Regions from separate parts of the Mus musculus genome. Here region 2 is linked to region 1. Evidence: chromatin contacts called from public Hi-C data. All regions are on one chromosome and are shown on one strand. Each heading gives the region's core, a stretch centred on a gene start, on an enhancer-like site or on the middle of the called end of the contact. The rest is flanking DNA. Distances are from core to core; before and after follow the strand shown.

Region 1 (3,135 bases), core at 354-2,853:
TTTTCTACACAGAACAACAAATGCATTCATAGTTAATTCACAGACAAACGTTGTAATATACAAGATTATTTGGATTTATCTTAGGGGATATAATAATTTCTTTGGCAGCTAAAAGTTAGACTGGCTGCCTGGACATTGGGACTGTTTCCACAGAAAAACCAAACACTTAGGGGTTTTGTTGTATTGATGGTAAACACAGTATAATGTGAGACTACTAACCATCTACATCTTGGCAGCATTAGGTCCAGGAGAAGTGTCTTAAATTTAAAATCTCCCAAGACTATGATTAAACTGGGAAAATCAATTGACCACTTGGAGAAGAGAATGGAGCTAAAATACTCAGAATTCTTTACTTCACTGGTCAGTGGAAGCTTCTTTAACAGAGGCAAATCTACAGTATGCCTCACATCATGATGGACAGCTACCCAGAGGGAAGAGAGTGGTCACAGAGCCATTAGGCCAGAACAAGTTCATATACCCGTCCCAGCCTTAAGCCCTATGCCCTAACTACGTGATCTCCTGATCAACAGTTTGTCTACTCTCTTTAATCTGAGAGGTAAGGCCACACATAGGTGCTCAAAGCAAAAGCCCATATCAACGAGCCATCTTAGACATGGAAGCCTGATGAGCACGCCAATCATCCCACGGGAGCAGTCCTAAGTTCTTATTTGTTAAACCATTATGTTTTACGGTAACCTGATTTAAAAAAACAAACAACCACCTGTAGCATTTGGATAATTTTGATTTGGTGATCACATCTGACAAATTATCTCTTAGAAAACTACTCTATAGGGCTAATGACCTGCACTTATGTTCACTCTTTCCTACATCACTTAAATAAACATCTGTGGACCCCTTTTGGAATCAAGCCGGTTAACTTTACTGTTCTATGCTTTCTAAAGTATGTGCAGTGTAAACTTCTTAAAGTGGACAAGTAGGTTATTAAGATAAAACTTTTTGAGAAATGGTTCAGTGTTAATAGTATTCTTTGTTCTTGCAAACAAACCCTGTTTAGTTCCCAGCACCCACAGAGTGATTCACAACCGCCTATAACTCTAGTTCCAGAGGATCTGAGGCCTTCCTAGTATTACCCAGGGCTCCAGACACACATGTGGCGAACACGCGCACATTCAGGGAAAACATTCATCCACATAAAATCAAACACATAAATCTAAAACATTTTTGAAATTAAACTTTTTAATATGATGAAACATTCATGACTTTTGGCTCAATTTAAAGCATGGAGGACTGTGTCAGCATTCCTCAGACGTTACCTAATACAATATTAGAAACCTGAGAGAACTGTATTTAAAACTTGAGACAACTTGCCAAATGCCCAAGAGTTGATCTTAATAATTATAATCACGTTCTAGTACCCAAAATACCAGAACTTCAGGGCATAATACCACTAATCATCAGCTACTACAGAGAGGAATCTAAAGCCTCTAAAGGGCCGGGGTTGTGCAAGAGAGCTGATCCCGTACCGGGATCCGAGATGATGTCTTGACTGCTATAATTTTCGTATGAGAAGCAAGAGGGCTTTATGAGAAAGTTTAAAGTAAAGGAGGGAGGTGATGTCATACCTCAGGAATGCACATTGTATTCAAGGAAAACAAACAGTCACCCTCCCACCTACAACTGCAGCATATATCACTAGAGTCAAGTCATACAGAACAAACCCAGAGCGATTTCAACACTTCTTATAATTAAGGACATCACACCGAGACAACTTACTCCAGCTGTAACCAAACTCATCCTCTTTGTCCTCATCTTCTGAGACTGCGGTTGCAGATGGCTGTGCACAATCACTACCCATTTCTGAGAACACTGAAGGAGAGGAGGGAGGAACATTGCACAATGCAGGCTTCTCTGTCTCAGATTCTGACTGGCTGGGTGCCTGTGGGGACAAAAAGAATCCAGTGGGCATGTGCAATATCATGAACACTTTAAGGGAAACAAATAAGAATATAATTCCAAAACCAAAGGCCAGCTCTAAAATGTTCTCCAAATAATAGAAAGCTTGCATATGCATGTAAGAATCGTTAGACAGGATATGGGAATCAACATAATTCATTAAATTGTTATTTGCTAATCTAAACAAATGAACAACTCAATTTGAAAGCTTAAATGACTTAAAAGAGAAAAATATTCAATTTCCCTACTGGAGAGAAAAATGTAAGGATTTGTGCAGATCTTATAGGTCATTCAAGTCTATCAAGGAAAACAAAAATAGGAAGCAAATTAACAAAGAAATATCCCTTAAGAGGTGTTAGTGAGGGCCACTGATATGGATAAGTAGGTAAAGGCCCCTGAGCAAACAAAGCCTAGGGGCCTGAGTTCAAAACCTAGGCTTGCAGAGTCGAAGGGAAGAACTGATTTCCACGAGCCAACTTATGATCTCAGACCATACATGTGCATGTCCATATACCCACACGCACAAAATAAATGAATATAGTACTAATAACAACAAAACTCGGAAGCAAGGCTATACATGAACACTCCTCCTATTTTGTGGACCTGGGGACTGCACCCGGGATCCTGCACATAGTAGGTGGTCTGTGGAGTCACAGCTCCAGCCCCACGTGAACACTTCTTTGTTGCTACTTGAATCCTTTCTCTGAACAACTCTGAACAACTCCACAGAAATAGTACTACATATGCAGGTTGCTCTCACAGGACAGCCTGCTTGTGAACATACAGAACAGATGCGGCTCTGTCAGGTGATGGTTAAAACCACCTCCAACGTCTTATTGCTACAGTGGCTCACGAGAGATCCTTTCAACACAGCCAGATGCGGCATGCCTTTTGTCACTAAGGATCACTGGTACTATTTTAAAAATTTAATTTGGTATAATCAGGTTCGTATATGAGCTATTACTGGGCAGGAGGTTGGAATTTGAAAGGCCTGTAAACTATTTAGTCCCCCAGATTCCTTCACTTATTGCTCAGATGAACAAACTAAGGCCAGCGAAGGAGAAATCTTTAAAAGCAGGTGCTAGTCTTGTTTCTCTTTAGTTCTTTTCTATCACATTTATTTACGTAGCATGGTTGACTTGGGAGTGTGCATGCCTCAGAGTGAGCGTGGAGCACAGAATAGCTTGCTAGAGCTGGTTTCTATACCAGGCAGTTTCTAGG
Region 2 (2,947 bases), core at 447-2,946, 130 kb after region 1:
GATGTTAGCCATATTATAAATGTAAAAAGTGGAGCCAACCTGCAACTCAACTCAGTCAAATCTATGAGGATAGACTTAGGATGTAATCTGCAGAATGGTCTTTCTCTAACTCAGGTCAGTTACCTTTGCAGCAACTCACTGTTGCTCAGAAGGTTCTAGACCACCCCCCCCTCAGTCTTACCTCCAGAACACATATCCAGGATTTCATTTGTAAACCATTTTGCGTACTTTAGTTAAATGTTGAAAGTGCTAACCAGCACTGAATCAATGCAAATTTGCATTTCTGAAATTATCTCTCTAGTACCTTCCAACCTGCAGCAAAGTATGTTGTATAGATAGCCTTTACTCCCTCAAGGTGTTCCCTATTTAAAAAGCATCTGAAATGCAAAGACGCCCGTAGGAATTCAGTAGATCATTTTCTGGGTGACAGAATTTGGAGCACCCTAAAAACAAACTTAACTCCCTCACCAAACCACCATCAGGGTTCTGTGGTAAAATTAGAACGTGGTAAAGGAAGAAAGAAAACCAGAAGAAACTAGAAGAATCCAAGGAAGAAAGGAATGCATGAAAGACACAGCACACATATGCACTATTATCAATATGCTGAAAAAAAGTCCCATCAATTTTTGCTTATTTTTTTTAAATGGGGTGAGGAAGATAAGACAAATTACAGAGCCTTCCTCTATCCATAATAGCCCAGGTGCACTTTTCCAAAACTTTATATTAGAACTTGAAATTAAAAGCGTTCAAAGTTTAGTTTTATTAAAGTTTTAAATGTAATTGCTATTCTGGATTCTATCAGCCTCTAAATCCGTAATAAACTACATTGGATAATTTGATCGTTGTAAAATCTTCATCATCTCTTAACAAGTTCTACATGCAAAAACCTCCCAAACCCCTAGGACCAATCCCCCCCACACACCCTGTTCCCAGATCATTAATTTATGAAGGGCATCCTAAACGAGGGTCTATGGACACACAAAGGTGATGTCAACTGCACAGCTGTCCTACAGCACAGGATGAGGTGGCCTGGGCTCAGTTCTCAGATTCATCCCCTCAGGACACTAAAACAATACTGAGAGGAGTTTTCCCTCTGGCTGGTGAAGTCGCGGTCCTCTTATCTGATGCTAGAAGGAAACCCCAACCTTCGCCCGCAGGCCTGCGTATCCTCGGCGTCCTCCCCCCGCAGAGCAGCCCCCTCGCGCCCGCCCCGGCTGCCACCGCCCCCTCCTCCTCCTCCTCCCCGCCGCCAATGACCCGGGAAGGAACTGCCCAGTCCCCGAGTCCCTGGAGAATAAATAGCAGCCCAGAGAGCACCATCGCGCCCCACGAAGCAGGGCTCAGACACAAAGCGCCTCCCGCACGCTCCCCCACCCCCACCAGGCCCGGGCCCTCCCGCACTCCCCGGGCCCGCGCACAGCAACAGGCGCGCAGGCCGCGCGGAGAGCACGGCGGGGAGCGCGCAGCCCGGGAAACTTCCAGAGTCCCGGGGGCAGGGCTCGGGCGGGGCCGCTTACCGGGCTCGGCGGCCTGGCGGGGATTCCCGGGGTGGGCAAAGCGCTCGGCTCCTCTCCGCTGTAGTCGCGGCCCTCGGAGCGCCGTGTGGCGCGAACGCTCACGCGTGGCCGGAGAACCGGAGCCCGCGGCCGGCCAGCCTTGCTGCGCGCGGACCAGCCTCCCGGAGGCCGCGGGGCTGCGGGAAGCCGTGACGCCGGCGGGGCGCGCTGGCCAATCAGGGGCGCGGCCCAGCCGCCGCCGAGATGGAACGACCGGCGCACGGGCCCGGGCCCGCGTGGGTGACGGACAAGCGCGAAGGCGGCGGGGCGTGGGGCAGGCTCCTAAATGTGACTTCCAAAGGAAGTGCCCTTTTTTTAAGTATAGCGTTTCACACATATTGACGCGAGAAATACTTGCACTCCAGTGTTGCTGATATTTTATCAAAAACTTGAATTGGGCTAGGAATGTAGTTTTTGTGTTTTATGCTCCCGGCCCCTGCATTGGTAGTCTCTAGTTGCAGTTCTCCTAGTTCTTGGTGAGGACTGCCCTCTGCATTCGTGGCCTCTTGAGAAACGAGGTGGTCAAGGGAAGTCCTTTTTTGAGAAGTTACTTAGCACATCAAGATGCGTTCTTAGCCTGGTGAGACAATAAAAAGAAAAAAAGCAGCAAACTCCTCCGGGAAAGTGCTCAGAGTTGTCTGCTACTGGGAATTGGGGTGGGAGGGAATGCCCCTTTTCTGTTTTGTGACTTTTACAATTGTCTTTCTGTTGACCTCAGCTCTGGAGTCCCACAGTCTATCCCCAACCCCACACCCATTAAAGAAAATACAGCTCGCTCGCTCTTTTTTCTAAGTCTAATATTAGAGTGAACAATTTAAAACTCTCAGACTTTAAAATACAAGAATTGCGTTGTAATTTTATTTTGTCTAATAAAAAGCGATTTGCGTTTCTCTAACATTTACTAAATATTAAAGGAGGAAGCACGTGAAATGCACAAGAATGAAAGTGTTACCGTTCAATGAAAATTTTTGCTTGCTAATGTGAGTTGATTAAAGTGGATTCAGTGTCTTGGGTGGAGACAACACAGGGCCCAAACCTTCAATTCCCTTGGTTCCGCAAATATGAATCAGCATAGATTTGACATGCAGGAAAATGTGAACTCTGACTGGATGTCTTCAGAATGTGTGGATATGAGTCAGTTCTAGGATTTTTGAAAATGAAGATGTAGTTCGTCTGAGGGACATTTCATCCCATCTTCTCTTCCTCCCACAGTGCATTTGTGGGAATCTGTTCTATCAGGCGTCCCATCTTAAAACCAAACACAAAGGTAAAGAGAAGGGGCTAGGGTTAGGGGTAGGGATGGAGAGGATCTATCCACAGTTCTGTCTCTACCCAGTGTGTTCTTGATCACAGCTGCGCAAGAGACCCTTACTTCTGGGCCTGTCACTGCT

What was found. A called contact is a pair of places that touch in the nucleus more often than the background predicts.
Region 2: a contact with region 1 is called in a Hi-C map of Sertoli cells, with 4 times the contacts expected there. The contact joins the promoter of Mpdz here to the enhancer-like site in region 1. A contact is called at or near these places in 5 of 39 promoter capture datasets (the 3T3-L1 cell line, 3T3-L1-derived adipocytes, hippocampal neurons and 1 more), 2 of 484 Hi-C or Micro-C datasets (Sertoli cells and nephron progenitors), 1 of 115 datasets of contacts at active chromatin or transcription factors (the NIH/3T3 cell line) and 3 of 9 other capture datasets (adipose tissue, liver and pancreatic islet).

The regions. Positions count from the first base shown.
Region 1 is chr4:81,308,423-81,311,557 of GRCm38.p6, forward strand. Mpdz (multiple PDZ domain crumbs cell polarity complex component) reads right to left here. Exons shown (of 47, transcript NM_010820.3): 28 at 1,735-1,897; 29 at 1-4. Among named protein-coding and RNA genes, the nearest start is that of Gm25803, 28 kb to the right of the region's middle. Within about 2 kb of position 1,604, at least 59 of the 459 cell types and tissues checked have an H3K27ac peak or open chromatin away from gene starts, as enhancers often do. A contact at or near this core is called in the NIH/3T3 cell line, Sertoli cells and adipose tissue, where this site is marked.
Region 2 is chr4:81,441,119-81,444,065 of GRCm38.p6, forward strand. It overlaps Mpdz (multiple PDZ domain crumbs cell polarity complex component), which reads right to left and starts at 1,697. Exons shown (of 47, transcript NM_010820.3): 1 at 1,518-1,697.